2 separate regions of the Anser cygnoides genome follow, and region 1 is linked to region 2. Evidence: chromatin contacts called from public Hi-C data. All regions are on one chromosome and are shown on one strand. Each heading gives the region's core, a stretch centred on a gene start, on an enhancer-like site or on the middle of the called end of the contact. The rest is flanking DNA. Distances are from core to core; before and after follow the strand shown. Region 1 holds the start of SORBS3 (sorbin and SH3 domain containing 3). Region 2 holds the start of XPO7 (exportin 7).

Region 1 (4,172 bases), core at 464-2,963, 220 kb after region 2:
CCGGCCCTGCCGCTGCGCCTCGGTGCTTGGCCTCGCCTTGTTGGAGAGCCCTCAGCCTCCTCTCCTCGCCCCTTGAGATGGGTAAATAACCAAATAACGTTCCTCGTGCAGTCAGGGCGGGCTGCTGACTCCTGTTTTTGCCCTCCACATCCTCCTCCTCGCTCTCCAGAGCTCCTTGGAGGAGCGGAGGCCCTGCCTCCCGCCGTCGAGGCTGCCTCCCCATGTGCTCTCCACGCCTCTCCCATCCCCGCCTCGTCCCCCTCACCCTTTTTTCGCCTGCACCCCCTTCCAGGGCCGCATCCCAGGACCGCCTCCCGCTCATCCTTCTCCCCAGCCTTACCCCCCGACGGGGGCAGCCTCCGGCCTCGCTCCCCGGGAGGGGGGCTCCCCTCCGGCCTCGCTGTCCCGTGGCCGTCGCCGGCCTCGCGGCGCGCTCCCGCCTGGCATCGCCGCGCTGAGCAAACAGGAAACACTCGCCCTTTGTTAATCCTGGCCCGGGCTGCGCGTTAAATATTTATCTGCGAGCGGAGGCTGGTGCTGGGAGCAGGGCGGAGGGAGGGAGGGAGGGAGGGAGGCCGGCGGCACGGGGACGCTGCCCGGAGGCTGCCGAGGTGAGTGCGGTGCCGCCGGGGGGGAGGCGGTTCCCAAAAGGGAGCCCTGGTGGTGGTGGGGGGCCAGGGTGGGCTCTGCTGCCCGTGGAGGGCAGCGCCAGCGGAGGCCGTGACCTCCAGATGTCACTGGGGACGTGGCGGGGTGACCGGGGCGGAGGACGGGCTGGGGGCTCCGCTGTGGGGTTTAACCCCGTCCCCAGCACCGCGGGCTGTGCCGCCAGCCTCCCAAATTGATGCCCCCCCCAAATTGCTGCCCCCCCAAATTGCTCCCGTGCTGCCTCCCCGCAGCTCACGGGGCTGGCCTCCTTTCCCCGTGGGGATCCGTGTCCTCCTGCCTCCGGGAGCGGGGAGCACGCCCGCTCCGTCACCTTTGTCCCTTGGGTGCCCCGCGCCGTGCCCGCCCCAGCTGGCGCCTTCGTCCCCGTCCGCAGCTTCTCGGTGGGGACGGCTGGCACCAAAGCCTCCCTCCCGCGAGCCTCCGCTGCTGGCGGGGGAGGCCGGAGCTCACGTGAGGAGCACGGGGCAGGGGAGGGCCGGGGCTGCCCGGTTTCGGGGCTGTCAGCAGTTTTGGGGAGCGGCGAAACCGGGAAGCGAGCGGCGGGCGAGAGTGGCCGAGGCCGGGGCGCACCCGGAGGTGATGAGGTGGGTTCGGGGGGGCGCGCGCCCACCCTGGGGCACCAGGGAATGGGGGACGTCCAACGGGGGGGGTCCCCAGATTGTGGCCCCCCAAAGGGACAGGAGGTCACCGTAGGAAACCAGGCGGCAGTGGGGACGGGGATTGCTTTGTCCGTGCGCCCCGTGGTGGGGTTGTGGGGCAGCGCAGAGCCCCTCTCCCCACTCCTTCCCCCCTCACCAAGCGATTTTCGCCCCAAAACCCCTCTCCAGAAGCCCCCCGGGCCAGCAGGGAGGACCCCACCGGGGGGTGCCTGCAGCGGGGGGCCGTCGGCGCCGGGCTGGCCCCGTGTCGTCAGCGGGAAGGCGTGCGCGGGGCGTGGGATGAGTTCAGCCTCTTGGCTCTGCTCCCTGGATCCCGTTCCTGGAAATGTCACTGGAAACTCTGAATGGGCCGGCCCTGCTCCAGAGCGGGGCGCGCTGGGGGGGGTGGGGGGGACGAACGCGCCCCAGGGGGGCCAGGGCACGCGGGCACCCGCCGGAGAGCTCGGGCGCCGCGGGATCAACCGTGGGGCCGGGGGCTGCTGCTGCTTTGGGGGTTGGGGGCGGCTTGGAGATGCCGCAGGGGGGTGCGGGCTTGGGGGGCCTCTCCCCGCCACCCACCCGCTGAGCGCTGAGCTTGCGGCGAAACATCTCGGGCCGCGCGTTCCTCTCCCCTGCCTGCTTCTCCCCGCTCCCCCCGCCGCCCACCGCCTCCGTCCCGCGCCCCGCGGGGCTCCACGGGCCCCATGCGCAGCCCCGCTGCCCGCGGGCCCCCAGCCCGGGAGGTAAGAGCTGGCTCCGGGGGGGGGGGGTGCAGGGGGGGCGCGCGGGGGTTGGATGGGGTGCAGGGGGTGTGGGTGCCTGCACCCGGCTTTGCTTGCCCTAGGGCGAATCTCTCCCGGGGTGTTAATCCCGTTAATTGCGGGCGTGCTCAGTGCGGAGCTGGTGGTGGTGGGATCGGGGAGCCGGGGGTCCCACGGAGGTGACACCTGGGGTGCGGGGTGCTGGGGGCGAGAACGCACCAGGGAGGGGCTTCTCGGCCAGCTTGCTTTTTGAGGAGGGGTCTGCGAGGTGTCGGGGCCGTGCCAGGATCCCCCGAGGTGTCCAAGACCCTACACCAAGGGGTCCCACGGGTTAGGGGCACAACGCGGCCCTGCCGTGCCCAGGTGCGCGTGGTGATGCTCGGGGGGCTCCCGGGCATGGGGCGGGCAGGACACGGGTGTCCCCTGCCCTGCACCCGGCTGACAGCACCCCAAAGGGCTCCCCTCGTGCTGGAGCCATCCCACGGTGGGGGAACAAGGGGGTGACGGGGACCGGGGGGTCCCATCCCGGGGCGCCCCCACCCCGCGCTGCAGCCCTGGCAGCGCGCTGCGGCGGTGACTCATGAGCTGCGCCTCTGCCGCCGTTCCCGCTCCTCCCGCTGCTGCTCTCCTCCTGCTGCTTCTCCTCCCGCTTCTCCTCCCCTCCCTGTTTGCTCTGCAGGGTGGGGAAATACTTTCGACTTTCTGTTTCGTCGCGGCCCCGGGAGGCTGCGCCCGCTCCCGCTGCCCCCACATGCCCGGGCACGAGGGCACCGGCGGGCACGCTTTGCCCAGCGGCTCCTGGCACGGCACGGCGGGGATGTGGCCGGCACCGGGATGCCGGGACGATGTGCCACCACTTGGCCACCGCGCCGTCCCTCCCCTGGTTTCTTTTCTCCCTTAAAAGGCCGGCGGGGATTTTGGGGGCCCCCAGGCAGAGCCCCGGAGTGGAGCTGGCAAAGCCGGGGGGGGGCACGGGGCCGTCCCGTGGCGGGGGGACGTGGGTTCGAGTGGGGGTTTCCTGAAGCTGATGCCAAGCCCGGGGGGCTGCATCCGTCCATGCCCACGTGGAGAACAAGTGGGGGAGCCCCGAGGGGGGCTGGGGGGCACGGACCTGCCGTGAGCACAGCCGCTTTCCCCGCAGGGCACGGGCAGCCCCGCGGCTGCGTCCGTGCGCCCCGCGGCCATGGGGGGGCCCTATCCTGGCTCTGAGCCCGGAGGACGTGCCCCTCTGCCCCCCGGCGGGGCTGTGGGGGCCCGCGCAGCGTGTGGTGACGGGGGTGAGCGGGGCCGGGGGCTGCGGGACCCCTGTGCCTGTCGAGGGGGGATTTGGGGAGCTGCTCCTCAACCCCCCCCCCCCCCCGTTCGCCCCGTCCTCGTGCAGCAGGTGCCCGTCATCCGCCACCGCGGCTCCAACACGCTGAATTTCGACTTCCACGACCCCTCCCCAGCTGAGCACGTCCGAGCGGCCCCCAGAACCGCAGGTACCTGCCCCGAGCACCCCTGGGGCGCCTGCCCTGCCCCCTTGGGATCCAGCAGCTGCCCCACGCGCTGCTCGGCGACGCCCACGGGTGTCGCAGCGGCCCCCATCGCCTCATCCCCAGCAAACGAGTGGTACCAGACCTGGCCGGCCAAGGAGGCGAAGGCGCCCAGCACCCCAGCACCCACTCAGGACCCCATGCAGGGCCCGGGGGCTGCCGCGCCCCCACACCCCACCCCCAGCGGCCCGCGGCCGCCGGGCTGGTCGGCCACGTGGACCAAGGACAGCAAGCGGCGGGAGAGGCGCTGGGTGAAGTACGACGGCATCGGGCCGGTGGACGAGACGGGCATGCCCATCGCCTCGCGGTCGGTGAGTCGGGGACGCGGGGCCGGGCTCTGCCCCCCCAGGGACCCCTCCTCACCTCCCCCCCCGTCCCCGCAGAGCGTTGACCGGCCCCGGGACTGGTACCGCAGCATGTTCCAGCAGATCCACCGCAAGCTGCCCGGTGAGTCCCGGTGCCGCCGGTGGCACGGCGCGGCGCGGCACGGCACGGTGCCCCCTCACCTCCTTCTCCTTCCCCACAGAGCCAGACTGGGACGCCCAGCACTGCCCCGCAGGTAAGCGCTG
Region 2 (4,561 bases), core at 612-3,111:
GCACGTGCACGGGATCCCTTGGTGCATGCAAAGCACTGGATCCCTCGGTGCATACGTGTGATCCCTCCATGCATGCAGAGCACTTGATCCCTTGGTGCATGCATTGGATCCCTCGGAGCATGCAAAGCATGGGATCCCTCGGTGCATGCAGGGGTCCCCCTAGTGCATGCAAAGCACTGGATCCTTTGGTACGTGCATGGGATCCCTTGGTGCATGCAAAGCACTGGATCCCTCAGTGCATACATGTGATCCTTACATGCATGCAAAGCACTGGATCCCTCGGTGCATGAAGGGGACCCCCCAGTGCATGCAAAGCACTGGATTCCTCGGTGCATACGTGTGATCCCTCCATGCATGCAGAGCACTGGATCCCTCGGTGCATGCATTGGATCCCTAGGTGCATGCAAAGCCCTGCCCCCCCCCCCGCTGCCCGCCCCCCGGTGCCTCCCGTCTCCTGCCGCCAGGGGGCGCCCGCGGCCGCCTCCGCCTCGGCCCGCACCGGGCAGAGACTGGGGGGGCCGGGCTGGGGTCACTGGGAGCACTGGGAGCACTGGGGTGGGGCGGCGGGGCGGGGCCTGCGCTAACTGGGAGCGCCGGTGCTGGGCACTGGGAGCACTGGGGGCACTGGTGCTGGGTTCTGGTACTGGGCCTGCAGGCAATGGGAGCAGTGGTGTGGGGCACTGGGAGCACTGGTGTTTGGCTCTGGGGGTACTGGGAGCACAGGTGTTGGGCCCTGCAGGCACTGGGAGCACTGGTGCTGTGCACTGGTAGTACTGGGAGCACTGTTGCTGTGCACTGATGGCACTGGGAGCACTGGGAGCTATGGTACTGAGCTCTGCAGGCACTGGGAGACACTGGTGTTGGGCCCTGCAGGCACTGGAGGCACTGGGAGCACTGGTGTTGGGCTCTGGGGGCACTGAAGCTGTGCACTTGGGGCACTGGGAACACTGGGAGCACTGGTGTTGGGCCCTGCAGGCACTGGGAGGCACTGGGAGCACTGGCACTGAGCTCTGCAGACACTGGGAGCACTGGTGTTGGGCCCTGCAGGCACTGGGAGCGCTGGAGGCACTGGGAGAACTGGTCCTGGGCACTGGGAGCACTGGTACTGGGCTCTACATGTACTGGGAGTACTGGGAGCACTGGAGCAGTGCGCTGGTGGCCCTAGGAGCACTGGTGCTCTGCTCTGGGAGCACTGGTGCTGGGCACTGCAGGCACTGGGAGCACTGGTGTTGGGCCCTGCAGGCACTGGGAGCACTGGAGCTGTGCACTGGGAAGCACTGGGAGCACTGGTGGTGGGCACTGGGAACACTGGAGCTGTGCACTGGTGGCACTAGGTGTACTGGGAGCTCTGGAGCTGTGCACTGGGAAGCACTGGGAGCGCTGGTATTGGGCCCTGCAGGCACTGGGAGCACTGGTGTTCGGCTCTGGGGGCACTGGGGACACTGGAGCTGTGTATTGGTGGCACTGGGAGCACTGGCGTTGGGCCCTGCAGGCACTGGGAGCACTGGTGTTCTCCTCTGGGGGCACTGGTGCTGGGCACCGGGAACACTGAAGCTATGTACTGGTGGCACTGGGAGCACTGATACTGGGCTTTGGGGACACTGGGAGCACTGATACTGGGCCTTGGTGACACTGGGGGCACTGGGGCTGTGTACTGGTTACACTGGTGGCACTGGCTCCCCTCAGGCCCCGTCACGGCGCGCAGGCCGCGTCCCCTTTAAGCCCCACCCCCCCACACACCTCAACCCCTCCCCGCGCCGCGCAGCGCCGTGACGTCACGCGGGGCGCAGCGGCAGCGGCGGCAGCAGCAGCGCGCGCGCCGGCTGGGGCGCGGCCGGGCGGCGCGCGCAGGCGCGGCGGGGCGGCGGGGCGGGGCGGCGCGCATGCGCAGCGGCTCCGGCGGCGCTTGGGGGAAGAAGGGGCAGGGGCGGGGGGGGGAGAGGCGGGCGCGCGGCGGGGCCCGGCGGAGGCGGGGGGAGCGGAGCATGAATGGCGCAAGATGGCGGACCATGTGCAGGTGAGGGGGGGCCCGCCCGGCCCCGGGGGGCCGCCCCGGCCCGCCCGGCCTCTCCTCCGGGCCTCGGAGCCTTCCCGGGGCGAGGCCTCGGCCGGCCGCGGGGTTGAAAGGGGGCCCGGGGGGGGGCGGGGAAGGGGCGGCGGGGCGGCGGGGCCTAAGGGGGGGGGGAGGATCTCGTCAGGATCCCCTCAGCACACCCTCAGGATCCCATCAGGATCTCCTCAGCACCTCCTCAACACCCCCTCAACACCCCTGTCAGGATCCCCTCAGCACCCCCCTCAGGATCCCCTCAGCACCCCCCTCAGGATCCCCTCAGGATCCCCTCAGCACCCCCCTCAGGATCCCCTCAGCACCCCCCTCAGGATCCCGTCAGGATCCCCTCAGCACCCCCCTCAGCACCCCCTCAGCACCCCCCTCAGGATCCCCTCAGCACCCCCTCAGGAGCTGCTTCCCCGCTGCTCAGCCCCGTGTGGGGGCGCTGGACACCAGGGTGAGGAGGGGGTCGCTGCGTTACCCCCCATATTTCCCCCCCAGTCCTCCAAATTCCCCTCTTTCCCTTTAAAAACCCGCTCTCCTTTCACTAAAAAAAAAACAAAATTCGTCTCCCTGCCCTCAAAACCCTGCTGCAGGCCTGGGTAAAGCTGCCCTCGCCGCTCCGAAGCCCTGCCTGGCTCTTTGTTAAATATTGGGGTGAGAAAGTGGAAGTTTGGGCTCCGCCATCGCTGGGTCACGGCTCCGGGGGTTAAAGTTTAACGACGGGGGCTCGGGAGATGTTTGGCTCCCAGGGAAAACTTGTTTGCAAGCAGGGGTCAGGCACCTGCAGCCTGGCGCGGTGCCTGTGTGGGACGGGCGGAGGCGGAGGGATCGCTCGGCGTCGTGGCTGGGGGTGCTCTGAGCGCTTTTTATCCTCTTTTTCTTCTCCCCGCCGCAGGTAAAGGCAGCCAGCAGCAGCTCTGAAGAGCCCTCATGTAGCTCCCGGCAGCAAAGAGAGCGCTAGGTTGGCTTCAGAACTGGCTCTGGATCGCTTTGTGGCAGGAGGACGCAGTGGTTTTGTCGATAGGTTAAATTTTTGGGGGGAGAGGTCTTTCCCTCGCGTGAAACTCCGGTCATCTTGGCGTTATTTGAGCGAAGTTGCGCAGGCCGTCAGGCATAATATTCGTTTAACAGATCGGTTGTTGAGTTATCCAGCATCACCAGGAGATGTTGTCCCTCGGTGTGAATAACCGAGGGCTGGTTCTATGGCACGTGCTGTGGGATTTGGTCCTGTTTTAACAGGATCTGGGGCTTGCGGATAAATACAACAGAGTTTAGAAGGTTCCTACAGTCGTGCTGCTGCCCTGTGAGAGCTTTGGTTGGGTTGTGCGTGAAGTCTGGAGTTGTAGCTGTTTGCCAGCACCCGATGGGGCACAAAAACGATATTTGGGACTGGATCTGCGCTGGAGTCGTTCGCAATACGGAGCGCTAGGGTGATGAACTTTTAGGGCTGTACCCAGGGAGAACATCGCGTTCTCGTAGGTCTTTAAAAACTGCAGATTATGCGAAGTCAGAGGGCCCACGCGTGGCGCTGGTGATACCGCGCGATGCCTTCCCGGTGAGCTCCTCTTCCAGGGGAGGCCGCTCGGTGTCTGGAACCGAAGTGGTGCTGGTGCAGGGGCCGCGAGAATCGGGCGATTTTGGGTGGCTGAGAGCTCCTCCAGCCTTGAAGTGAATTGCTGCACGCCGGCTTGTCCGTTTCTCCAAGAACTTACGCGACCTTTTTTTGAATGCATATTTCTGTCGGATCCGGGGCTTGCAAGCGTTGCCTAAACTTGTTCGCAGCAGAAGCAGAGGAAAGCACTGAGGACAGCAGGAGAACTAGCTTCGCGGGCGAATATGAATCCTGTTCCCCTTTCCCCCTCTGCCTTGGAAACCGATTCGTTTCATCTTCCTTCTGCTTTTCTTACCTCTTAGATGTTTTCCAGGCTGTTGCCCTAAAACGGGATGCGCTTGCTGGGAGTGAATATTGCTGTGGGAGAGTGTTCGTTGTAGGGTGGCGATCGGTTCTGTGGCTTTGTGGGTCGGATGTTCCGTTCGTTTTGAATTTTTTTAAAAATACGTAGCTTTGTGCCACTTAAAAATCGTCGTCGCTGCCATGTGGCATGTTGCCTGCTCTTGGTAAGCTGACTCCAGGCTGAACTGAAAGGATTTTGGTGCCCGTGAGATGTAAAAGGACAGGTACTGAGGTGGGTGCTCAAACAGACAAGTAAGAAATCTGGTATCTTAAAGGAAATCACACCTTTTTTTTTTTCCCTTCTTTACCTGATTTTAGGCTCAGGTCAGGGTGTTCCAAATCCCGGAGATTTTCACCAAGCTTTCCTTTTTTTTACCAAGCTGACAGCGCTCTGCTCCCAGCTGGGAAACTTCTGTGCCGGGAGCAGCTCTGGGTGGGTGCAGGTGCTGTGCTGGGGCAGGCTGCCATCAGGAGCTCCCTTCCAGTTCCCTTCCAGCTGTAGCAGAAGGAGCTCTTTGGAAAACCTTAATTTGCCCCCAGAAGTGCTCAGGTAG

Evidence for each region. A called contact is a pair of places that touch in the nucleus more often than the background predicts.
Region 1: a contact with region 2 is called in a Hi-C map of liver, with 10 times the contacts expected there. The contact joins the promoter of SORBS3 here to the promoter of XPO7 in region 2. A contact is called at or near these places in 2 of 7 Hi-C or Micro-C datasets (both in liver).

What each region holds. Positions count from the first base shown.
Region 1 is chr26:2,275,939-2,280,110 of Taihu_goose_T2T_genome, forward strand. It overlaps SORBS3 (sorbin and SH3 domain containing 3), which reads left to right and starts at 1,714. Exons shown (of 19, transcript XM_066983358.1): 1 at 1,714-2,050; 2 at 3,450-3,549; 3 at 3,646-3,914; 4 at 3,987-4,050; 5 at 4,130-4,162. The coding sequence starts at 2,012.
Region 2 is chr26:2,053,782-2,058,342 of Taihu_goose_T2T_genome, forward strand. XPO7 (exportin 7) reads left to right here and starts at 1,862. Exons shown (of 28, transcript XM_066983354.1): 1 at 1,862-2,017. The coding sequence starts at 2,000.